Linked DNA regions of Xenopus tropicalis: region 1 is linked to region 2. The links are chromatin contacts, called in public Hi-C maps. All regions are on one chromosome and are shown on one strand. The core of a region is the stretch at or near the end of the contact, and the rest is flanking DNA. Distances in the headings are between cores, read along the strand shown. Region 1 overlaps rere (arginine-glutamic acid dipeptide repeats protein). Region 2 overlaps rere (arginine-glutamic acid dipeptide repeats protein).

The links. Hi-C and Micro-C count contacts between places; a contact is called where the count stands out from the background.
Region 1: a contact with region 2 is called in a Hi-C map of gastrula embryo, with 2.2 times the contacts expected there. The contact joins two enhancer-like sites. A contact is called at or near these places in 4 of 5 Hi-C or Micro-C datasets (brain, gastrula embryo, neurula embryo and 1 more).

Annotation. Positions count from the first base shown.
Region 1 is chr7:89,539,221-89,545,179 of UCB_Xtro_10.0, forward strand. The region is part of intron 2 of rere (arginine-glutamic acid dipeptide repeats protein); the gene reads right to left. Among named protein-coding and RNA genes, the nearest start is that of rere, 45 kb to the right of the region's middle. Within about 2 kb of position 4,106, at least 1 of the 11 cell types and tissues checked has an H3K27ac peak or open chromatin away from gene starts, as enhancers often do. A contact at or near this core is called in gastrula embryo, where this site is marked.
Region 2 is chr7:89,427,341-89,433,852 of UCB_Xtro_10.0, forward strand. It overlaps rere (arginine-glutamic acid dipeptide repeats protein), which reads right to left. Exons shown (of 24, transcript XM_031905585.1): 5 at 1,506-1,611; 6 at 687-783. Among named protein-coding and RNA genes, the nearest start is that of rere, 160 kb to the right of the region's middle. Within about 2 kb of position 2,536, at least 1 of the 11 cell types and tissues checked has an H3K27ac peak or open chromatin away from gene starts, as enhancers often do. A contact at or near this core is called in gastrula embryo, where this site is marked.

The sequences.
Region 1 (5,959 bases), core at 2,856-5,355, 110 kb after region 2:
TAAAAGATGCAGTTAGATCGGGGACCGCACCAATGAGCCGATGTGGAACCGTTTGCTCCATTGCCGCCATTATAATTCGAATGTTTGGCCCCAGGGTCAAACAATCGAATTAGCCTACATTTTCCCCGATATCGCCCACCTGTAGGTGGGGATATCGGGAGAAGATCCGCTTGCTTTGGCGACCTCGCCAGTGGCATACAAGGCATTTTGATTGTTGCACCCCTCAGCAGAAAATAGCAGTGGTTAAAACCCTACTTTTGTGCCATAAGTCTTGAACTTTTGTACTGTATACAGATAATTAGTTAACTGCTAGGCAAATGTGTGTGGCAAGAACCCTTGTGGAAGTCTACATTGCTTCTCAGTAATTATTCTTCTGCTTTCATCAGTGGCAGCATTAAGCCAAGTATACAATATGTGGCCCTTAAAGATGTATCTAAATCCTAGAAAGTATAATATTTTATAAACTAGAGCACAAGTAGACTCCTTATCACAAAGTCTCATCAAATAAGAAATACAGTTTTCAAATGATACGTTTCAACATAAATCCAGAACATTAGCCTTCAAAGGGCCAAAGTGATAACCTTTAGTGGCTTAGGCACAGACCTTAGACTTAAGTAAAACACAAGCAGCTGCCATTGCATTCACACAAATGGGGAAGAATCAGCTAGACATCAAATAGGTTAACAGTATAGTGACTGCCTATCAGTGGTCATGGTTTCTTTTTTGGGGTGGATAAGGCTTCCTGGTCAAAAGAAAGCAAAATAATCATACCTGCTCCCACTCAGGGGACGTAGCTTCTCAGGAACCAACTCATGTGAATAGTTTTCAAGCAAAGGCAAAAAAACTGACAGATAATCCCAGAGTGTACAGCACAAAATCATGGTCAAGTTGAAATGACACCAATCCTAGAAGACAATGAAAGCCTTTGGGAAAACCAACATTTAGAAAACATGAACATTTTTATTTGCACCATTCCCATAGTTTATGTCTGTATCCAGAAGAGACAGGTTTAGTTGGCATAGTCTGTCTTACAGAGAAGCAAAGTAACCTCCAGATGTCACAGAGGTCTAAAAACGTATAATTTTAGGCAAATTAGTTCTATTGTGTACAACGTCAATTTCTGATGTAAAAAGCAATACAAGACAAACACTTTGTTCTATCCCATTTGCTTCTATTATTTTGACCCCTATGCCTCCTTATTATTATTAATTGCTCTATCACACAGGCAGATGATGGTCCCATAACATCTGTTCACCAACTATAGATTTGTATATGGTACAACGATCTGATACAATAGCCCGTGATCACGGTCTAGAATGCCTAAAAGAACTCTTTACTCTGCAATCTATGTTACATTGCAAGGGACAATTGTTTGTGCATATACGTAGGTGCAACAAAAAGTGTTGCAATAAACAATAGTACGCCATTGTTGCCCTTGTATGATCTAGTGATTTGCTGTATGGAATCTGCTCATAAATCACAAGCACTAGAAGGCCTCATTTTTCAGCAGACAATATAAAATGTAGCACCAGCAGCACAAAAAACAGCAGCCTTTAAATGTACAACTAAAATGTAGGTTTGACTATACAGTGAAGTTGATACATGTATCACTATGGTTTTATGTGCCTCTCAATAGCAGTTACTGCAGGTGTCCAGTCTTTTTCTATGCAAGCATACTTGCAACAGAATTAGGCAAATGCTCTGGATATTCCACTCATATTCTATCCATGCATTATATGTGGCTATGTACTTTGTAGAGGTGAGGATGGGCACTACAACTCCTACAGCACACCCACACAGATTTTTTTTCCGCAAGCACTGGTATGGAGTTTAGTTTAGCAAGTGGCAGTGCCAAAATAAGGTGTAAATAATGTATGCAAACACATAGGATTTAATTAAAAATATCTATTAGAACACAATTATCCACCCTAAAGCCTCTCTGCTGTTGTTCAGCTAGACCTCAACATCTACAGACATCCAAAGCCTCTCAAAGGAAGCTGAGTGGTCCATGCCAGAGGACTGGGAGTTGGTCAGTTCTTCCTTTAAAAGGATTAAAGGAAAAAGCGGTTTGATAACCATTCCATGCAAACAGAAAGAAAATAAACCGCTAAACCCACATCCCTGCTGCAATAAAATGATCATAGAGAATGAAATGGACACTTGCAGTGTGAGGTGGATCTAACCCCCAGTAAGACCATATATAGGTGCATGTTACTGCATCAGCAAGTTCATATTAATGAACGCGTAGTTTCACCGCGCCTGTTCAATGGGTATAATCAGCTGTGGCAGAGATGTCGGCCTCAATGGCTGGGCTCCTTTCTGAGAGCTCTTTGTTTAGTGGCTTTCTGTAGAAACGCTACAGCAATACTGACAAGTGCACGTACTGAGTACACAGATATGCTTGGATGTTTAACCAAGCTCGGAAAGCAGGCAATAACTATCCCGCCTGTTTTATGCTCATCTGAAACAAGCCTGGAAAAAAATACAGCAGCTAGAGAGTGATTAGTGCTGCCAACATATGCAAAATGCCAGCCTGGCAAACCGCTCTTTCATCTTGCACAGCTGGCTGCCATTTTACCTTTACAAATACAAGATGGTGAGTGTACATCAATCCTATGAATCAAGGGAATACCCACTGAATGATAGCAAAATCTACCTGTAAGGCATATATTTAACCACTGTGTCCAAAGGTCTTCTACAGACCTACACACAGGTTTCCACTTTTACTGAATAGTGCAGGGGATAAATCATTCAAGCTCTAAGGCTGAGAAAAACATGATAGAGTACAAGATCCATGTAATCCTCTTTCCTGTGCTGCAGTGCCTGCTAACAAGATTGTGCAGCCCTCACATTGGATCGGCTGCGCCGTGACCTCTGCACACAGCCACAATAACCAATATTAATACCAGGCTGATAGCACGAAGAACAGGATTACCATTTTTCAACAGCAAGCATCCCAACAGGAAAAGAAATGTTTGTTTAGCAGTGGCAAGGGTATGAACATCACAAATCATTTAACTCTTCTGCACACACCAATAGAAAAAGTTAATATATGCTTCATACTAAAAATACATTTTTTTTTCTAATTTGTAAAATCAACAATTTTCAAATATATTATATGTATACCTAAAGGAAAGTCACTAATGATAAGCTAACGTGGCAATGTGTACAGCTGGCTCCCAGACATGTGAGCGAGATTCATGCCCTTTAAAATGTGTATGTTTCCTGACATCATGTCAAGTGACCTCTATAGTAATTATTTCACTGTCTAATGAAACATTTGAATTCCCAGAGAAAAGGGGAGGGATGACACAGACTAATTGCACTTGGAAGCCTATTCAAACAGCCAGGCTATGTGAGTATTAAAAAAAACGCCATATTTAATGACCATTTTATTATGCCTCTCTGTGGTTGTGACATGAGGTCCTTATGTTTAAATTGGAATAGCATTGTTAATGCACTGAGCATCACACAAACCATAGGTCAGAGACAGTTAAGCACTATCCCTCTGGTTTCCAGTGGGGGTGACAAACTGTAGTTTAGCAAAACTGGTCAGGCCGCAGGGTGGACATCCCTGCAGCTCTATATAATCACAAAATCTTTGGGCTAATCCTTGGCCCACAGAGTCGCCTGTAAATCACCTATGCAAAGGCCTACCCTATCACTTCGGCATTTTTAAGTGTATTGCACAAAATTTTCTCCTGCAGGCACCTCCTCGCAACGCGAAAACGATGCATAGGCCTTTCCACTGGCAATTCATTTGTTGCCGATGGAAAGGGATTTAGGAGGGATAAGTGGCCCACAGTAGCATAGATCTATCGCAGGCAACTACATCTATCCATGGGACATAAGCCTCACTGCTTCCATCTCTTGTCCTCAGATAATTCTTAGGGACATGATTATCTGAGAAGAGGCAGGTAGGAGACACTCTGAAAATAAATGTTTGTTTGCTTTCTATTCAGTAAAGAAAAGGTAAGTAAGACATGAGCGGGAAAACGTCAATCCACATGAAAACAGTAAGAAACGAGGCAGCATAAAAGGGCTGGAATAAGTAATGAAGGAATCCCAGCCCTGTAGCTTCAACTCCATATGGCTTGAAAAGCTGATTGATGGTTCACCACAGGAGGGAGCGAGCGGTGCAGCTCCCTCCCTCAGCTCAATCTCTTCACAGAGCTTACAAAGGAAGGCAAGAGAACTCCATCTTGCAAATACACCTCCTTGCTCTAAGGGGCTACCTGCTAAACATCCTACGAGCAGACACAAATATCCTGCTACACACACACACACACACACCATCTACGCTTCCAGGTCTATTGTAGGTAATCACAGTTCAGGGACCTAGCCATGTCTGAGGTAAACCAGCAGTGTGCTCATTAATTATCTCACCTTTGTAGGCACATTTTTTTTTCCAAAAGGTCCATTTGATGAAAAGGACAAAATATAGTGTTGTTCTGACTCATAACATGTACAGCAGCCACAGATAAACCCCTTGTTAGCAATTAGCTGCTATTGGGGCCATCCAACAATGTCACTTATTCAACAAAGGCTTCCTGGCACCTAGTGAGACACTAGAAGATTTTTTTTTGCAGAACATAAATATTCTAATCTGTTCTGGCCTGAATAAAACTCTGTTGTGCAAGCGATTTGACAAAGAGAATCAATACAAGGATATCTGAAGCAAATTCCTTTAGAAACGAGCTGCACCTATCTTTGCATTTCAGTTAGCTTCTGCATGTGTACAGGTGTTTTTTCTGAGCTGATTTAGGCCTTATGCAGATCACTGATTTATATGCAAGTAAATGGATCCAAGGGGGATTTAGAAATCACATGCATTGGATACTGTTGAAGTGAATAATCTGTATTTTATTTGATGAAAATATACTCAAAACATTATGGTCATTTAAAAAACCTTTGGTGTTCCTGTCACAATACTCTCTGGCATAAAAACCTGTCTTCTTCTAGGCCCAAAAACAGATTCCAGGAAGCCTTTTTGTGAGCTACACAGCCTCACAACCAATGCAGCTGCACAATGCAGGCCAGTATTATCAGTTTGGTCTGCATGGAGAAGTCAATTTAACTAAAGCAGAACTCCTTCAGAAAGATACAGGAAAGGTAAGCCAAAAGTTTCCCTCTCATATACACATACATACAATATATATGTATATAAGACTGTTGCACAAAACAAGTTGTACATACCAAATTTAAAATCCCCGCAGACATATTTCTGAGGTATCATTCTGCCAAATGAAGTATACAGCATAGTGGTGATTGTTTATGTAAGATGCTGAGGCACTGGAATGATCAGAATGAACAAACATAAGCAGATACTCCAGCTGGTGAAAAACTGCATAAGCGGAGACTTTTCTGTACATTATTGATATTACTAAATACATTTCACTTTTCTTGGAAGCAAAGCATAACATTAAAAACAATACCATTAAAAACAACTAATTTGCATGTTTAAACATAAAGGAGAGTCACAACTTTTTAGGTATAAAACTACACTGGCAGCAATGTTTTTTAATTGCTCTTATTTTTGCTCTCCATGGGAAACTTCTAGATTGGCAATTGTCAAGGAAAGTGTGATGGTAGCTCCTGTACAACAAACAAAGAAGAAATGTTGCATGATCAGTTTGCAACAGTTATACACACCTTATTAGGAGAAAATAATGGAATACTAGTACAAAGTACACTCACCTCGCCTTTAAACATTATATGATACATAGAATGAAATCTAGGACAGGCCTATACTTTACAGTTTACAATCCAGAAGTAAAATTATGTTCTGCAAATTGGTCATCATTACGCTCATCCCACTGCCATTTCACATTGACCAGAAGGTTAACAGTTAAGGCTGCAGCCAACATAAATACACAGAGGAATAGAGGTAATCCTAAACATAGCAGCAGACAAAGGTCAAAAGACATTGCAATGGCAGCACAATTATCTGCTGTGATAA
Region 2 (6,512 bases), core at 1,286-3,785:
GCCAAGAGCAAAGCGAATGCCAGTAAAAGAATTTCATCTTCACCTTTTTTAATTCTGCCTGAAACTGACCAGAACCCTTTATAAATGTCACTCCGAGCAGCATGAAAGTGACTGTGTATATTCTGTTCCATTAACAACTTACAACACCTCTGCTCTGAGCTGCTGTGCAAGCATGACAAAGGAATGCAAAACTTTTAGAATAACAGTGTGCGCCTGCTAGATTTATTTGCATTGAGCAAGAACTGCCATAGACAACCGCTGTAACCTGCAATGCACAGAGATGTTGACTGAATCCATACAAACATTTCTCAGAATCCAGGTATTATTATGCCAGGACCGCTGAATATGGGGAGAACATTATCACCTATGCTCTCGCAACAGAAAGTAAATCCTAGCATACAGAGTAACATCTATAGTTCTATATATAAAGCAAATGCCTACAGCATTTTAGCATGGAAAAGTATGCACAGAGTAAAAGTTAATGTGCAGGTACGATAAAAATCTTAAAGCAAATTTAGAACCTAGAAGCTGCTCCATGCAAATATGGTCTGTAATCTGGAATTGTGCACTGCATTGTATGGCTGAGTCTATGTAAGCACTTTATGATTGAATCATCATTATTTAGAAGTGGGGACTAGGCACACTGTAAATTCTACAGAAAATTAATGGCATGTTTAAGCACTCACCTGAGGTAAGCTGCATGGTATGTATCAACATAATCTGAGATAAACAGCTCTCTATTCCGGATAACTGGATCTGTGATTACCAGCTCTCGACCAGAATCTGTAGGCACAAACACAAATTCATTCAATTGCATGTGTACAACAAGAACTGCTTAAGTAACTATCAGTCTGCTTCTCCATGTGCTAGTTAGGTCATGACCAAATCTCCTGTTAATCACCCTAAGGATAAAATCTGTTGGAAAACCAGAAATTCTAAAGAATAGCAAAGGGGACTTCGAATGTTGGGGACATGACACTGCCATTAAACCAACGCCTTTTATCTCAAAGACATTAAGCTGACAATGTAACACATTCAGCATCAGAACTATAAATTCAATGCTATAATAGAGTTCACCAATAATAAATATTAGGTACAGGTGGGCAAATTGCTGCCCAAAACACAAAATCCATAGTATTATGTCATAATAACAGAGTATAGTAACCAAAACTATGCACTGCCCTGAATGGTCATTTTGACATAAATATGCATGAGTGTCAGCTAGAGAGAAATTAAAGTATTTAGGCGGAAAATGCACATAACAGATTTCTGTTTCCCCACACACTGGCTAAAATCTGCCCCATGTGCAATTAGCCCTGCATTTTTTCCTTAATTTTCTTTTTCTGTTGTCAAGGACTGTATCCATGATCTTCTTGCTGCTAGGCCCTCTCATGTATGGCTATTCTCTGTTCAACTTACTAACAGGCTTTAACCCAATCAGAGACTGGTAGGCATGCCTAACTATTACTGGGAGGTGAGGGTGCATGTGTGTTTTTGGAACTTACCATTTTCATTATGCCGGTCTTGTACCAAGTGCTGATAGACAGAGTCTGGCACCTCTGACTGGCGATAGTACCACTTCACATTCATCAGGAGATGGTCTCTCTTGCTCTAAAAAAAAAAAAAAAAAAAATGAATGGCAATGTAAACCTGAAGAAAATTAAACCTTTCTAGTATAGGGCAATAGATTATTTCAGTCATATTCTAACTTTGAAATGATATATTCTCTATAACCATCATAACAACTGCACTTATATTATTAAATACAAATATAAAAGCTACTGGAGTATTTTTTATTTCTACTATTGGCAAGATAACAAAAACAATTCCTTTATGGTTCATTAAACTCCACCTTAAAAAAGCTGTAAAAAAAAAAAAAAAAAAAGGAAATGTAACTATAGGTAACTTTCCTATGTGCATTTATTAAAAATGTAAAAAATATTTGTAACTGCTATTGAAAGCAGTATTTCTGACTAACTATTAGAACAATGTAGCTGAAGTCAATTCTTCTCAAGCAAAGACTCTAGCTCCCACAATGCTTTGCATGCATCTTCACAGGTCTGTTAATTAGCTGGCTTTTGTTACACTGTTTCGCTATACAGAACCAGCAGTGCATAGCAAGGGACACACAGATACTGCTAGTAATAGCGATGAAACAGTATGGCAGAGACACTGATAAACACACTGCAGCACTCCGATTCCGTGTAGAAAGTGTTTATTGTGCCTTTCTACATGGAATTGGAGTGCTGCAGCATGTTTATCCATAAGTTATAGTTGAACCTCAGCAGTGGGATCGGCAACTTGCACCCAATGCTACTATAACAAGCGCACGATATAGTGACACATTACCCATTTATAGTATGGCAGAGACCGTTCCTACCCCTTAAATACAGTTCCTAACTCGCTCTCCTGCTCAAGCTAAAAGTCTGACCCCATTCTGCTGCTGGGGATTCTCAAGCGGTCATATTACTATTGTAATAGAGATGTTGAATGCTTTCTTCACGTGAATATAACAAACACAAAGCAAGGCAACCTGCTGGGGCTTAAACAATATGCTTTTGTTGGAAGACTGTCTCGCTGTAACTATGCGTGAAGGACTGGCACACAAGAGAAAGCAATAATGAGGAGCCAATATATGTTTCCCATATTCCAAATAGAGCAGGAAGTTGAGAAAGGCCTAGAGGGAAATTAACATTCTTGCATGGTGAGGCAAACCACAACGTGTTTATTTATATTTCTCCTATGCAATCACATTTCATTTTTTTTTTTTACAAGTTGTAAGCCTGCACGAATATTTAATCCCACATGAGGCATATTTGTGGTTTTCTAAATGGGGAAGAAAGAAGCGGTGGAATGTTATTGAGTTTAAAGAGCCTTCATTGAAATATCTACACTGCAGTGGACAGTGAACTGTGCAAGTACTGAAGTGACCAAATGGTGGCAGCATTGTGCCAGGCACGGGCTCTTAGCAGTGATGATGTATTGACTTAAGACAGTGTCATAAAGATTTTAATACTTTTCTTATCTGGAAAAATAAGAGGAGGGGAGATGTGAACTAGATAACTAGTGCCTTGAGTCTAAGATGACAAATGCTCAATATTAAGAGATCATCAGCTGAAAATTTGTATTTTCTGGTATAGTATGCCTGCGTTTAGCACTGCTGCCTTGCAGTGAATCTGACCTAGGCACTATCCCTGTACCTGCGTTTCCACTGGGTACTGTAGTCTCAGATCGCACAAATGTAATAAGCATTGATTATAAGCTTCAATGGGGAAGGGACCAATATTAACTGTAGAACAGTGACATGCAACTTTATTCCACAAGACACAGAAACAAGAGCAATATCCAAGTGGCTATGTGAGCCAGATTAAAGGGAATAAATGGTAACTAAACATATATTATATACTCCCTTTGTCCTTGGCCAAAAAAAGTTTGCAGCTGGCCAATTGGCTGCCAACTTGGTTAGAAATGACCTAGTCTCAGCCTAGTACTGTTTGTGAATGGTCAGCTTTAGTCATGTGGTAAAAAAGTATCTCAACCTCAACCAGATGTGATGTAAAGCGGACTACAAGAAATACGACCAGAGCTAAAACAAACACCACTCCCCCTAATTACAAATTGACATACAATCTAATGCCTAGCCATTAAGGTGGCCATACACGCACCGATATTATCGTACGAAACCTCGTTTCGTACGATAATCGGTGCGTGTATGGCATGTCAGCGAGCCGACCGATATCGCAGGAAGCTGCTGAAATCGGTCGGCTCGCCGATCGGCCAAGTTAGAAAATTTTGATCGGGCGCCATAGAAGGCGCCTGACCAAAATTCTCCCTTCAGAGCTGAATCGGCAGAAGGAGGTAGAAATCCTATTGTTTCTACCTCCTTACCTGCCGATTCAGCCCTGAATGGGGTGTGGCGGATCTGACGATGTTTCGTGCGACCGACGGTCGTACGAAACATCGTGAGATCGCCACGTGTATGGCCAGCTTTATACACCCAACTCTGTACAATTAATTTGCTTTGTCACACAGAAGTTGCAATGTTTGCCCTTTTTCTTATCTGCACCCTTTGTAGCTTTAGGGCTCTGGCACAAGGGGAGATTAGTCGCGACTAATCTCCCCCAAATGCCATCCCACCGGCGAAAATGTAAATCGCCGGTGGGATGGCATACGCGGCGGCGCAATTTCACTGAAATCACACAAGTTTGGCAATTACGCCGCCGCGTATGACATCCCACCGGCGATTTACATTTTAGCCGGTGGGATGGCAATCCGGGGAGATTAGTCGTCCGCGAACAGGGAGCTTTGTCGCGGGCAACTAATCTCCCCTTGTGCCAGAGCCCTTATACATCACCTAGACAAATAGGCCAATAACCAGTATTTGCCCATGGCTATTAAATAGCTTTTTAAACCACAGTGGCAGATTAAAATAAACCACAAAGACAAACTGCAAAGCTGCTTAGATTCGTTCTGTACTTTTATCGATACTAAAAGTAACTTGTAACAGGAACTATACTCTCAAACAAGAACCGCTAGTGGATGATATGCCCCAAAGCGTCAAATAGATGTCTGGTCCCTAAATGCACTCTCCTTTACCCATATATTACATACGGTCCCCCAAAAGCCATTTGTTCGGCAGGAGTTTGTAGCAGAGTTTGTAGCAGATGAGAAAGTGCTTCCCACACAGTTAAATCATTAATTCTATGTGGGCAGCAGCTGTCTGGCAGATTTTCTGTAAGAGGGCTTTAAACTGCCTCATTACTTTTCCCTACTTGCAGGCTGAGCACAATGTACAGGCGCTTGGTAAGCAGCTCCTATGATGTGAGTTGACAGACTCAGCCTTCCTGGGATCCCATGCTCCAGTGTATAAAGCCAAATCGCCACACAGCTATGTGCAATAACCAATCACTAACGACTCATCTTTAAAGGAATGCTAAGGTTAAAGAGGACATGGTGGTGACATTCACGGGCTTAAGCATCTAGAGCACAGAAAAATAAAACCATTGATATCAGCGTGTATATTAAGGGTGAAGACACATGGTGCTATTAGTAGCAGCTACTTGTTATGGCTACTAAAATAGACAATGCTGATCATTTACTGATAATTGTCTCAACGTGTGTTTTAGCAGAGGCAATTCTCAGTATTGTCTATGGCAGGGTATTTTCTGAAGTTTAGTAGCCATGAAAAAGTAGCTGCTACTAGCAGCTCCATGTGTCTTCACCGTAAATGTAGTGTATGTGCCCCTACATGGACTATCAATGAACTACAAAACTGCACATATACACATTTATCTCCCTTTCCTGGAATGGCACTGACTGCCCCAAGTATTTTATGCAGCTAATTTTTAGAACTTTAATGGCCATGAATTTATTTCAGGATATCTCAAGCTGCACTGTGTTGCCAGTATATAGAATATAATATAATATATGGTGCAGCTGCTCTAATAAGCAGTGAAGAAGCTGCTCAGGTGAGTAGTGTAACGTCTTCAATTATTACTCAGCAAGCACAGTTGCTCTAGATTTATTTATACTAGATATACCATGTAGTGGATGAATGAAAATCTTTATAGTCATAATATTGGTGCCTGATTTCAAATTTGGGATTATAAAAGGATTCTCGCCTCTGAGAATGACACCTTTAATGAACCCCTCTATAGATTCTCTCTGGTTTTTGTTACAAAAGAGCAGCTGCCATGCCCACAGAAACACAGAAGGTTATGGCCAGATCGTTCTTACCTACATTGTCCTGCATACCTGTTCCAGGGTACTGCAGTTTATCTCAATTAGGGTAGCCCAATAGCCAATCATGGCTCTCCAAGAGATCTTTATGGCCCCTATCAAGATTTCTACAGACCTTTTTTCATGACATGTATAGCTGTCTTACAATAACAGGGAATAAAACATAGAATAGTAGATAAATGCCCAGCATGACTCCACTGGTTGGTTGTATTGATGGCTGGAGCCTTTGAAGCAATTCGGTTTTCACTGGATTTTAGCAGTGTTCTTACTTAGCGACAAAATGTAAAATCCATGCATTGATAATAAAAATATGGGGTTCATAATGCAGAATTTTCCAAAGTACACTTTCTTTCACAACAGTGGTGTACTACTACTTATACAACAACAAATTTTCTTTTAAAAATATTGTTTTGCTAACACTTAAATAGAGTTATGATGTCAGCCAGGGCAGATTATCAGCTCCCTTAGGGCAGGGACTGATAAAGGTACCCTGCAGAATATGCCAGTTGTTATATACATAATAATAATAATAGTAATAAATGTGTATTATTAGTATGGTGCTCCACATTATGGAGACCCATCCTCTGGAAACCTCATGTAACAAGCATTCCAAAGTATATATTTTTTCCTCTGCTATTATTATAAATTAGAGTTTAAATAATAAAGCAAAAGTTACATTGAATAATTACAGATAGGTATAAAAGCCTCCCAGTGCAGACAGCTAGCCACACATGGGCTAATAAAAGTTGCAGTGTCTGCCCCATCAGACAAAA